2 separate regions of the Sus scrofa genome follow, and region 1 is linked to region 2. The links are chromatin contacts, called in public HiChIP or PLAC-seq maps. All regions are on one chromosome and are shown on one strand. Each heading gives the region's core, a stretch centred on a gene start, on an enhancer-like site or on the middle of the called end of the contact. The rest is flanking DNA. Distances are from core to core; before and after follow the strand shown.

The links. HiChIP or PLAC-seq counts read pairs in DNA pulled down with a chosen protein or histone mark.
Region 1: a contact with region 2 is called in an H3K27ac HiChIP or PLAC-seq map of alveolar macrophages. The contact joins the promoter of ARMC12 here to the promoter of PPARD in region 2. A contact is called at or near these places in 1 of 47 Hi-C or Micro-C datasets (liver) and 2 of 2 datasets of contacts at active chromatin or transcription factors (alveolar macrophages and skeletal muscle).

What each region holds. Positions count from the first base shown.
Region 1 is chr7:31,581,547-31,587,959 of Sscrofa11.1, reverse strand. It overlaps ARMC12 (armadillo repeat-containing protein 12), which reads right to left and starts at 4,416. Exons shown (of 7, transcript XM_021098632.1): 1 at 3,314-4,416. The coding sequence starts at 3,448. It overlaps LOC100521322 (a long non-coding RNA gene), which reads left to right. Exons shown (of 3, transcript XR_001297829.2): 1 at 1-2,782.
Region 2 is chr7:31,220,974-31,227,917 of Sscrofa11.1, reverse strand. It overlaps PPARD (peroxisome proliferator activated receptor delta), which reads right to left and starts at 5,376. Exons shown (of 8, transcript NM_214152.2): 1 at 5,247-5,376; 2 at 1,568-1,651.

The sequences.
Region 1 (6,413 bases), core at 3,167-5,666, 360 kb before region 2:
ACAATGCAACAAGAAAACAACAAAAAAAAAACACCCCACTATTTGAGGCCTAGAACAGCAGTGTGTGACATAAAGGAATCCAGTTGACCAGCCATGAAGTTCAAAAATGGGCCGATAAAAATGGCACACACACTGGCATTTCCACCCGCCTTATGACCCCACTGCTGCTGGGCTAATGGAAAGAATGAATGGGCTACTTAACAACTGAGATGGAAAGCTGCTCTCTCAACATGTGGACCAGTGGCAAACTCAAGCCCTACGAACTATAACAACATCCCAGGAGCAACTGTCCCAGTGCCTAGGCCATGTTAACCCAGAGGCAATTAGTCAACACAATCCAAGATCAACTGTTACCACCGAAGGACCATTGCCAACTCTTATAGATCCGGACAACAGTCTTCTTTTTTTCAGGGCCACACCCACAGCATATGCAAGTTACCAGGCTAGGGGTCGAATTGGAGCTGCAGCTGCCAGCCTATGCCACAGCCACAACAACGCAGGATCTGAGCCGCGTCTGTGACCTACACCACAGCTCACGGCAACGCTGGATCCTTAACCCACTGAGCAAGGCCAGGGATCGAACCCACAACCTCATGGTTCCTCATCGGATTCGTTTCTGCTGTGCCACGGCAGGAACTCCCAGGACAATAACTCCTGCCCTCACCACAGGATTTACGCCTAGGGAACACATTATAAAACAGCCTTGGGACTGGCAGGTAAGTCCCAGGTGGTTCAAGGAACAGGATTGGAAAGGGATTTACAGACTTCACCTGTTTTATACCTGCCTCACCTGAGGACTACTAAAGTAATTAACCCAGCTCCCAACTGAAGAAAGGCATCATTACATTAACCCTGTGTCTGTTGTGCCACCATGAATGTCTCTGTTGCCGTCCCTGGGCTCTTTCTTCCATCTCAAGGTTGGGCAACTACAAGGCTTACAGGCCACGGACTCCCTGCAGCAAAGGATGCCAGAACCCCCCGAGGCCTCCCTACTGCCCCACAATCACCTATCCAGCTCTAGGAACTTCAGGTAGGAGATGGCTGCCTGATGGGACTATTTTAGATTCTGAGGCCACCACGGTAGATCTAAGGATGGGTCCTTCAGCCCAAAGTTCCTGTCCTTCTCTAAGCGGGGACCTGGCATGACTGGCCTCACCAGTCTGCCAGTCCGTGGAGTTGATCCTGCAACCCTCCCACTCTAAGCAAATGCAGTATTTACTGCTCTTTAAAGATCTCCCAAGAAGGAGAGTTCTTTCTTGGCTCTAACCTGACTCCTTCCTGCTACACCTAAGCCCATTTCTTTTGGTTCTGCCCTCAAATGATTCTGAAGGATCAGAAGCAGAGGAATCACCAGTATGACATTTTTGCTAGTCCACAGCACGATGATAAAAAAAAAAAAAAAAAAAAAAGTACTGTGTATTTGTTGGGGGGAAAATCAATGACTGTCCTTGCTTGGGATTAACGGCTTCTGATTCAGACGATGTCTGTTTTATTTTGAGGAGAATTAGCATGTGCTTGCTTTTGTGAAATGATGGTGGTAAAAATGATAATGGACATTCTTAGGGAGCCATAAATTAAGGCTGCAACTCTTTGTAAGAACTTGGTTTTTGTTTTTGTTTTGTCAAATCCAAACCTTCGAAATATTGGCTAGAGAGAAGTCTGAGATTCCATATACATACAGTGAACCCCAAGTTTTTACCTGTCCTCCCCAAGACAAAAGGACACAGGCTGCCCTACACACACCTCTCTGCCACGTGTACCAGGTTTCTAGCTTTTAGGCTGATGTTCCTATCATGTTAGGTGAAGGTTTATTTAGTGAATGAGAGTGTGGGTTCAACCCAGACTGCCAGGGTTCAAAACCAGCTCAGCCACTGACTTACCTCTGTGCCTCATTTTCCCTACCTGTAAAATAGGAATAATAACCACCTACTTCTTGGAGTTGAGAGGTTAAGTGCTTGGAACAGTGCCCAGCACACACAGCTCACCCAATGTGACTGTTATAACTACTATTTCAAGCAGGTTTCCCCTGGGCAAAAATGTTGGGTGTGGGAAGGCAGTGGGCACAGATGGTGGGGCTCTGTGAGCCCCTAAAGGTACATTATTCAGCCCCTTCCATTCAATCACTACCCCTGCCACCCTGGCTAATTAATCTCAACTCCTGTAGCCCATTTAATTGCTTCGAAAAAGTCTGGAACCCTCTTTGAAACCCCCCCCCCCCCCCGGCACACACATCAAATACCTACACCAGGAGCCCATTCCCCTGAGCTGCTTTATTCCTCCTGTGAAAGCCTAAGACCATCTCCTCAATCTATCAGGACTCTGATAATGGGCGTTTCAGTCTAGTTAGAGTAGCTAACCGTGCAAGCAGGCTACCACGGAGTGTGACCCCGGAGGGGCCCCGCGCCTGCGGGCACTAGAAACTAAGGGAAAATTAGCCTACTCTCTACTCCAAGGAAAAAAGCCCGCTGGAGTACGATGGGCTTGGATTTGGGCGAACTCCATAATCTGAGTCTCAGCTTCCTCCTCCGGAAAACGGGTCTATTAATACCTGCCTACCACCCGGAAGTGCGCGGTCCAAACTTAGTGAGAGAATGTGCGCTGTGACTCTCGGTGACCAGGGGACGCTGCACACGTGCGAGCCGCCCCAGCAGAAAGCCAGAAAGCGGAGAGATGAAAGTCTGGCGGGGCAGCCGGTGCCTGACGTGGATCCCACACGCTCCGAGACAGTGTCTTCCTCAGCTCGTGCTTACCCCGGGCCAGGGCCAAATTCGGGAGCCTCTCGGTAGGTAGCTCGTTACTCCGGTGAAAGGGTGGGGACCGGGAGAAACGCTGCGTAAGCCCGGGGAGTGAAGGAGGCGACGCCCCCACAAGCGGAGGACCTAGTGCTGGGCGGAGGCCGCGGCTTTCCCCGCCCCGGGCCTCCCCCCATCTTGCCCTCCCTCCCCGGACTAACCACCCCCCCCCCCCGCGCATCCGGCAGCGGGCACAGGATGTTCTTTCGCTCCGGTCCCCCCCCCCCGCCCCCGCTCTCACTTTCCCTTCGCTCCCATCCCCCACTCCCGCCGCGTCGGGCGCCGGCACCTTGTTTAACTCCTTCTCCCCCGCGCTCCGCGGCGCGGGGCGCGCCCAGGGGTCCCACCCTTCCCGCCCACACCTCCGACGCGGAGCACGCCTGAGGGCTGCCGGGGAAGAAACGGGCCTGGGCTGGGCGCTGGGCCTCAGTTCTTGGGATCCACTGGCCCATCTTGGATGAAGGGGTGAAGAGGGATCCTGGGGACTGAGGTCGTCTTTCTTCGGACCCCCGCCAGCTCACCGGTGCCGGGCGGACTGGAGGGGTTGGGTGCCGGCATCGGGTAATCTGGGTGCCCAAGGCAGGCGGCCAGGGAGCGGAGTTAGCTCCAAGTCCGGCGTGGGGCAGCACCATGGAGGACTCCAACCTCAGCCTCATCCGAGTTTGGCTTCATCCGAGGTTGGGATAAGAAGGGGCCTAGGTCTCCGGGAGAGGATGGCAAGAGGTCACGCCCCTTGCATATACGTCACTTGTTTCCAAGACAACCAGGGGCGGGGAAGAGGGCTAGGGAAGGAGGCTGCTGGAGACACTGGGACCCGGGTGGGGGTGGGAAGGCGGCGTGGGCAGCTTTTTCATTCTTTGCTTCTTCACTCGCTGGTGCTCTGAGAAACTGAAGGAAGGGCAGGTTCTGTTCGTTTCTTCACTCGACAGACTTTCCCTGAATTTAACTACGCTTGGCGCCATGTGTAGGCACTGGGTTTCGGCGGCGTTGGATCTGAACCCTGCCCTCACCGGTTATTGTGAGTTAGGGTAGGGTGGCCTTGCGTCCCGGGTTACGTCTGTGAAACCAGTGTAATTGTTAACAGTGTCCCGTTACTGGCTTGGAAGCATCCCAGTACGGAGGGAAAGGTAGTCAAAGAAGCTTGTCCCCCAATTCAAGGACGGCTCCCACATGGCAGAGAAGACGAACTACTGTCTGCTCATTATGCAATGGACACTTCGTAGTCTCTGTAATCTTTGCCCCTCATTCTGCAAGGAAAGTAGCTCTAGCATCTTTTACAGATGAAGAAACTGGCTCAGAAAGGTTAAGACACTCACCCAAGGCCAAACAGCTAAGTATTGGAGCCAGGATCCAGACCCAAATCTCTGTGGCTTCCAAAATCCAAGTGCCCTATCTCAGGCTGCCCTCTCGAAATAAATAGATGATGTTAAATAAATAAATAAATAACACGGTCCCTGCCATGAAGAAGCTTCTAATCTTTGGAGTTGAAAAGACTACAGGATATTAAGAAGCAATAAAATATAGATAAGACTGAAGGCAGCTCATAAGGCGCAGAGGGAAGTTGATGACAAAATGATCAAAGTGGGGTGGAGATTATCAGAGCCTTTAAGCTGGGTTATGAGGTGGTGATGGGGCCAGGAGCACTGGGGTGTGTGTGTGTGTGATGCGGTGCCAAGAAAGAGCACAATCAGGGGGCATCAATGAGGGGCCCAGAGCTAGGCAGGCTGGAATCTCCGATGGCAAGGTCCCTCTGCAAACCCAAAGCCACTGGTTGTACGCCCTCTCTATTCTGCCTTCCACCCTCCTTGATGGATTGTCTGTTTCTTGCTGGCGCAAAGGCTCCCGGCAGGCAGCTACACTCATTCTCCTCTGCACTCAAGGTCTTTGCAGTTGGTATTTGGCACAACCCCGGAGGTTAATTTGGATGTCTGCTTCTCTCTTCACCACCCCTCTCGGAAGATTCTGGGAACTTAAAAAAAACTGTGGCTCCTCAAAACAACAGGGCCTGCGTGAACATCGAGAAGCCAATAAGCTTAATAGGAATGGGGAGCCCAAGCCAGGAGGATGAGAAAGGGGTGCACCCGAATGGTGTGCTCACGTGAGCAACGTTCGCTGCCCTCCTCCTACACACCAGGTCCTGTGCGGGACTCTGTAGTCTGCGTACCTCATGAATGAGTCTGGGTCCCTTCATAGGGAACATATGAGTTAGCAGTGGATGTACCCAGTGTGCTTGGCTGAAGAGTCTGCAGTTGATAACATACACAATAAACAGTGTTTGAGAAAGATTATTCCAGCAGGGTGTGTAGGAGGAAGGAAGAACCTGGGTCAGAAAGGATAGTGTGGCAGCAACTGTGGAAATTTGGGCCAAAGATGGCATCTGTGAGGTTGGTGAGGAAAGTAACAATGTATCTTGCAATAAAAGCAAGAAAAGGAAGAATCTGGTAATAGGTCAGACCTAGGATAGTGAAGGAGGGAAAAGAGTTATGAATGAATCCGCCTTCATGGGGAGTTTGGGGAGGGGGAGGGTCACGGTGGGAAAGGGGGGAGGAGCTGGTATGAGGGATTTGAAGGTGAGGTTAGTCACTTCCAGGCCATGTGAGGGCAGGTGTCCTGTAGGCGACTGGCCTTGGACAGAAGGAAGTCCTAAAGGGCAGTGGGCTGCCTTGTGAGAGTGACCCTCTTACTGTGGGTGTGCAAACAGCTTCAGAACCATCACTGCCCTGGGATAGATACGGTGGCCAGATGTTACACACCAGGTAGAAGGCTGGTGTCGGCGACAGTGAATGTACCTCCTCACTAAGGGATTTGGTGAACGTTGGCTGGGTGAGCACGTGTGTGGGAAGTATGCCTGTATATGTGGGAAGACGGTTGGCACCCACCTCCTCAACTTTGGCTCCAGAGGGTGCCAGAGATGCCCGGGAGGGGGGCTGAGGCCCAAGTGAGGCACTTCAGCAGCCTGGGATCCTTCCCCCAGCCCCACCTTGGAAGGCCCTGGAGCCCAGGGCTGTGTTGACTGCCAGGGCCTTTCCTGCCTGCCCTGGCACACTCCCAGCACAGCGTGTCCCCTGGGGCACCTTGCAGACACTCCAGGAGGCTGGGGCATGGGACAGGTCCCCACCCCCTAGGAAGAGTCCTGCTCTGGACTGACATCTGAGCTCCCCGTCCTGGGACTGTCATCCATCCACACCAGACCACAGGGGACAGCAGACCCAGAGGAGGAAGGAGAAGCTTTGTGGCTGGGTGGCAGAATTCGTAGGTCTTTGTTGTGGCTTTGGGTGGGAGGGTGGGTAAGGCAGAAAAGCAGGGTCTCAGGCTTCAAAGCACCTCCCCACCTGCCTCTCCTTCCCTCTGAGGAAATCTTCAGGGGCCTAGTGGTTTTGAGGGGAGGGGACAGGAAGAGACTTTGAACTCTGGGTCAGCTGGGAGCAGAGATGGGGAAGATCTTGCTCTAAATCCCATTTCTCCCAACATCTTCCTCTGCTCCCCACTGCCCTAAAACAAATTTCTGCCTCCACCCAAGAGTTACATCCCCCACACCCAGACCTGCAGGGACCTCCCAGAGTGGTGGGGGGGATGGGACAGCATGGACCCGGCAGCTGCATGGCAGGCCACACCTGCAGG
Region 2 (6,944 bases), core at 4,127-6,626:
TCAGCTTCTTCGGGGACAAAGCCAATCCTCAGTGATGACCTGCTCCTCCGAATGAATATCCTTGGTCAGCACCATGTTTTTAGGACCCACTGACTCACTAATATTTAAGAAAGCTTTTTTTTGTGTGTGTCTTCTCTCACCAACTAGGTTCCATTCACTTGGGCCACAGGGACAGGCAAGGACCACATGTGGAACCATCTGTCACAGTACCTGGCCCAATGAAGTGCCTCAGATGGGAAAGACTAAGGTGACAACACCAGTTTTTGAGATTAAAAAAAAAAAAAAAAAAAAAAAAAAGCTGACGAAGTTATAGGCTCACCTTTGCCAGTGGAAACTACCAAAGAAAACTTCTAGCTGGGACTGGGAGCTCGAAACCAAGGGGTGCCCTAGACGGCTGACCCCTGACACGGACAACAGCTGCCACCGTTCATGGCTAGCTGCAGTGAAACAAGCGACAAAGCACGTCAGGTCAACCCAGCAGCTCTCCCTGCTTAGGGGAACTGTGCATCTCCTCTCCTCTCGGGGAACCTCCAGCCTCCCAAACCTGCTTCTTCCCCTCACATGGCCTTCAGAGGAAGGACTTGGGATGGCCTGGGGAACAGGAGGGGCCTCTGCCCGAGGTCTTCCTGCAAGACCCACAAACAGCCCGACCCCCACAGGCAGACAGACACAGGGGCTCAGCACCCTGTTTGGCAACAGGAAAACCCTCAGGGTGTTTAAGGCGGAGAAAGGGAAGTGAAGCTCGTAAACAGCTACTGGAACCACTGAACTTGAGAGATTAAAACAAACCAGACAGGAGCCCCCTGTTTCCCCCACCCTGGCCCACAGCCTGGCTTCCCAGACAGTTGGGACAATGAACGTCCAATTCCCCTGAGCTCCCGTCCTGAGAGTCTATAAAACCTGCCAGGTGTCTGAGAACAAACCGGGAAACAGCAATGGAACCGCGAGCACTGTTGTGACTCTGGTGAGGACCCGCTACCTCAGCGGAGACGGAGGAACAGCGCCATGTTCATGCCCAGCTCTCGTTCATATGTGTCAGCAAACCACCGACCCACGAGACGGGCAGAATCTGATTTTTTACTATCATCCTTTTCTAAGTGCTTAGGAATGTACCTGGCCTACAGCAGGCGCTCAGAAATCTTTGTTGCATAAATGAGATGATGGACACCATCTTTGTGGCCTGGCACTCACACAGGCGGAGAAGGAAGTCTGTACATGTATTTACTCAACAAGTATTTATTGAGCATCTCCTCTGTGCCAGGTACTGCCCTATACACAACGGGAAACAACACGACAGGAAACAAAATAAGTCCCCACCCTTGAGGAGTTTGTTTCAGTAAAAACCAGTAAAGGTGAAAATCTCAGCGCCACTCCCCCAAATCACGTAGGCCACAGACACTCAATAATTATTTAAGAAGTGCCCACTCTGTGCGAGTGTTGAGTACAAGTGCTAAGATAGGCCCCTGGGATCTGGGACTCAGCCCTAGTGAAATTATTTTATCTTCTAGGCAAGAATCCTAAACCTGGGATGGGTCTGCCAGTTGTCAGAGGCCCTGGGCAGGATTACCTCTTTGGTGCATCTGTCCTCATCTGTCGGTGAACAGCAGCCACTGTGTGAGTACCACGTGCATACCCAAAACACCACGCGACGCTGCAGGATAGAAAGAAACCCAACAGCTTTAGCTGAGAGGTGCTAGGGGTCAGAAAAGCAGCTCTGATATGCTGTCATTAAACATGAGGGTTCCAAGAGGGCTCCTAAGGCAGCTGGTTCCTCCTCTGTCCCTCACCCCCCGCCCCCCAAGATGCTGTGATTCTGAGCCTGAGTCAGCAGATTTTTCTCAATCCTGGAAGTAGTCTGCTCACTTCCAAGTAAGCAGACACTGCCTTTGCTGATCCTACTGGGGTGGGGCGGAAGGAGCTGGCGAGGTGAGGAAGAAGCTGGGGCCCAACAAGCCCCAGGCGTGGCAGCTCATAAATGGAGACGCCCTGATTCATGCTTGATTCCTTGACCAAAGCCCGGTGGAGACAGAACTGAAGTCACACCCCAGTCACCAGCCTCTGAGCTCAGAAGGCCAAGAATCACATGCCAGGAAGAAGATCCACATATCCGAAACCTGATGCCAGAGGCCGCTTCCTCCCTGCCAGGCCCAAGCAAGTGCAGCTCTCCTGACAGGGCAGCATGCCACTGCTCCAGGGGCTCCTTTCTCGGGACCCAAAGGCACAGAAAGAGGGCCCCAGAGTTTAGCTTCCCAGCCCGCAGGTCACAGCTAGGAGGTGAGCCTTGGTGACAGAACGGAGTTGAAGCGTTTCCAAGCAACAGGTCCAGCCCCTCCTGAGAGGCCGCCCCACCCCAGGACGTGCCAGGAGTCGCAGGCCCTGAGGACAGCTTGCACAACAGCCAGGACAGCTGCATTCTATCCAAAGAGGCTTACTAGCTTCCCAGGCCAGCATCCAACAGGGGCCGTCCTCGCCCCAGGCCCTGGGGGACGGGGTCTGAGGAACCACAGGTAGGGCTGGCAGGCTGAGTGAGGGCAATTCTTCCCCCATGGGGTGATCTATCTCACAGCAAAGGAGGAGGAAAGCAGTGGTGGAGAGGCAAGGAGAAAGGCAGCCAAACAAAAGAGCAGTTCATTAAACTAAGGAGGTGACGGGCTACACCACCTACAAGGTTAGGTCGGGGGTCTGTCTGTTCACACCTTTGAAAAAGAGAGGCAGGCTGACCCCAGCCAGCTCTGCACAGGTCACCGAATGGTAATCGATAATGATGACGACCCACACAGGTGACGACCAGGTGGACAAACTGCAAGAAGCTATCCAGCCAGGGCTGCTGGTGCCCAAGCTGCTCCCCAAGGACCAGGCCTGACTGCCTCTCAAGCCCTTCTCACCTGCCACCTCGGGGGAGGGCTCTACCCAGGGGTCCCAGACAGAGCAGCAAACTGCCCAAAAGAGTCAGGTAAGTAAAGTCCCAAGGAGCCAAAGGCTGGACAACATTACCACCAAACACACAAGCCCGACTTCATCAGAATGACTCATTAAAGCCCCAGAGGGATGTTTTCCATTGGAACGGGGGAACCCTTTTGGTCCATTCTGCCCAAATCCCCCCCCCCAAGTGCTGCTGAGCAGAGGACCCCAAGGGTCAGTGCAGAGGGGGCTGGCTCAGCCATCCACGAGCCCCTTCCTTTCACAGAAAAGGGTCTGCACACAAGAGGATTCCAAAACTTTCAAGTCTGGCCTGGCCAGTTCAGTTGGCTCTCGACCACAGCTCCTGAAGGCTGCCAATTCTGAGTCCAGTTCTGGCTCAAAGACACAGAGCATGATCCTCAAAAGAGGAGACCTAGAAACCCAGAGCCGGGGAAACAACCGGCCTTCACTTGCAAACGTGAGAGTGGGTCATGCTTTCCGAATCCTCCAAGATCAGGACTGGGCAGAAACAGAGCACACGTTATTTCCTGAAGATCTCTCCAGGGGACCAACATCAAATAAAGGAGTTCAAGCTTTCGGCCCCCCAAGAAGGTTAAACATCCAGATGCACCACGAAGGTGGTGGGTTTTTCTAGCCCCAGAGAGGACCATCTCTGTGACTGGAGGCAACTCAAATTCCTGACATGTCCAACTAATGCAGCCCCACAACCTGCCCAGACAGATATTGACCTGACACCCTATGCTACGCCTGGGCAAAGGGAACACAACTTTAGTGGCAGTCTCCTGCTTGGAGTGACAGGCTATCAAGCTCCCAAGGAAAAACGGAGGGAGGAGAACCTTCAAGAGCACCTGCTCAGGGACTGACATTAGAAGCCCCGACACATTCAGTGGGTAAGAGATGGGCAAGAAGGAAAAGTCAGCAGGTAGTCTGAACCACCAACAATAAAAGGGACAAATAGCTGCCAGCCCCAGGGCCATCAGGCTGGCAATCTATTTCAAAACTCAAACAGGAAAAAAAAAAAAAAAAAATGTTCTGGAGCCAGTACAGAGGAAAAAGGTTGAAGACCACAGGCATTCTCTGGGGCATAGCTTCTGGAGACTTCTTTTAGCTCTTGGGATGGGGTACAGGGTGGAGGGTGGGAGTGAGGGCAGAGACAGGCTGGGGTATCATGACTTAAATGTATACAGTACATCCAGAGTGTAAAGCCACAAAGCCCTGCTTCCTGGAAGGGGAAAAGGGTTGGATAAGGCCTCCAGCTACCCCTGGCACAGGTCCAATTCAGCGGCCAGTCTCTCCTCAAGGGTTCCTGGAAGTCAACAGACCCATAAAGGGGAAGTACTAGAGCTGAGATTAGAAGAATGGTCTACAAATTGGACATGATCCTTGATGCAACGCCCCAGTAAATTCTCCCACACAGACATACCTGCTATTTACCGCTGACATTCAGTCTCTTACTTCAATCGCGGGCTGAACACCCCCGCCCCCAAACCATGACTCTCTCAACTGCAGGTCAAAGGAAAGCAAAGTTGTATTTGGAACTAATGCTTCTCCCAGAAGCAGAGGCAAAGAACTGGGAGGGAAGGGAGACGGGTGTCAGGAATGCAGGGGACAGGGCTAACTGGAAGGAAATCAGAGAATGAAGCAAAAACAGGGCCTCTGGGGGCAACCTGGGTAGGAGGGGCGTAGGTTGACTGGGATTGCAGACACCGGCTGAAAAAGCCTAATACCGCGAAGAAGACGACGGGGAGCTTAACACCAGGTAAGGAAAGGATAAGGATGGGAAAAGAGAGCAGACTGAGAGAGCAAGGATGGGACGACAAAGGCAGGATAACGAGGGGTCAGAGATGATCTCCGAGGACACCCTGGGTAGAGAGGGCGACTGATTTGGGTACCAGGTAAGGGATGAAGGAAGAGCCTGGAGGCAAGGGTGGGGAGTGGGAGAGGACCTCCAACCTGAGACCCAGCTCTCAGAACACAGAAGTGGGAGGAGACGGAGTAAGAGGCCCAAAGAGGGGACACAGAGTGCGGGGTGCGGGGGGGAGGACTGGGGGGAGGCCCGCGGTTCAGGCTTAAACAGGGATGGGCGTCCAAAGCCTGGGGGCACCGGGTCAGCAGAGCGGGGCGCCTGCAGAGCAACTAACGACCGTGGACCGGCGGGGGGCCGGAGGCAACAGGAAGCAGCTGTAGCTGGGTCCAAGGACCCCTGCGGCTCCCCTACCCCACAGCCCGCCGGGCCTTGCGCTCCAGCCCCGTTGCCCGCCTCAGCTCAGGCCTGCTGCTTCCCTCCGCTGCTTGCCTATCCACTTCCCCGGATCCAGACTGACCTGACTTGGCTGCCCCCCGCGCCACCGCCACCGTCCGGCAGGCTCCGCAGGGTCCTCCGGCCCCTGCCAAAACTTTTCCCATTAATCCCAGCTCCGCGGCGGCCGTGGCGTCACACGCTGCGCGGTCCAGCCCCGCCCCCGCCAGTCGACGTCATCGCGCAGCTCGTCCCCTCCCCTTTCCCCACGCCCCCTTCCGTCCGGACCGCGGCCAATTACCGAGCTTCTGGAGACTCCCCTGAATCACCACTCCGCCCACCGCACGCTGCCCTGGGTCCGCTTAGAGCGCCCTCTGGTGCGAGCCAGTGGCGCGGCTGCTGGGGGAGGAGCCGGGGAGGAAGCTCCAAGGCTAGTAAAACAGGTGTGGCAAATATCACAAAAGGGAATTTAAAGCTGGAAGGGAATTTAGAGATTATCTCGTACCATCTCCTCATCCTTCCAGTGAAGAAACAATCCCAGAGAAGCTACGTGACTTGCAGTGAGAAGCAATGCTGAGGCTAGAACCTGGATATCCAAATTGGGTATCCAGATTCTCCTGGAGGAAACTGTGCTGCCTATAATTTTCACAAAAGGGCTTCGCTCCCTCATGAGGCTTCTGCAACTAGAAATGTATGGTTCTGGACTTCTTACCTGTCTTCCTATTTATTTAATATGCTTGCTCGCCTAAATGGGGAACATCCTCCATACTGTTGTAGAAAATTATGTCCTCGATTTGGCGGGGTGGGGTGGCAGGTACAGCATGCGAAGTTCCCAGGCTGTGGATCAAATCGGAGATGCCGGGATCGAATTCACATCCTCCTGGATACTAGTCGTGTTCGTTTCCACTTAGCCACAAGGGAGACTCGCTATTCTTGCTTCTTAACGATGGTCTTTTGTTTTGGTTTGGTTTTGGGGAAGGGTTTTTTTGGTTGCACCTGCAGCATGCAACCCGGCCAGGGATGGAACCCAATCCACAGCAAGTGACCCAGGCTGCTGCAGTGACAACACCGGATCCCTAACCCACCGCTCCGCAAAGGAATGCCTGCTTCTTTTTTTTCTTCTCTACTTTTTGAAATGAATGTACACTACTTTTGTCATTCAGATGTTAACCTCCTTGCCTTTGATATTGAAGTAATGGTTTGTAGAAGCCAAAGCCTTCCCTAAGATTTCTGCAAATTTCTGGCAGCTTTCAATTCTAAATCTCTCTGTCTCCGGGGCTCCAGCTTCTGCCAGGCTGTTGCAGTCACACGGTTCAGAAATGTCCAAATGAAACTTAGCCCTTCCCGAGAACTGCCCACACCTCTTCCCACACAAAACATTCATGGGTAGAGAGTTTAGGATGCCCCCAGCCCTGGGGCATAGTCATATGATGCACTGCAAAGTTTATTTTTATTTGTTTGTTTTTTGTTTTTTAGGGCCACACCTGCGGCATATGGAAGTTCTTAGGTGAGGGGTCAAATCAGAGCTACAGCTGCTGGCCTGCGCCACAGCAATGCTGGATCCTTAACCCACTGAACAAGGCCAGGGATTGAACCTGCATCCTCTTGGATCCTAGTCGGGCTTGTTAACCGCTGAGCCATGAAGGGAACTCCTGCAAACAGTTTAAACTCACACTCCTGACATTCTTTTAAAGTTCTTTCTGTACCCTCCTTTGAGGTTTTATGACTGGCTCTTTACCCCTTAGGGCCTGGCCTTTTCCCAAATTATTACCTCTTCTCCCTG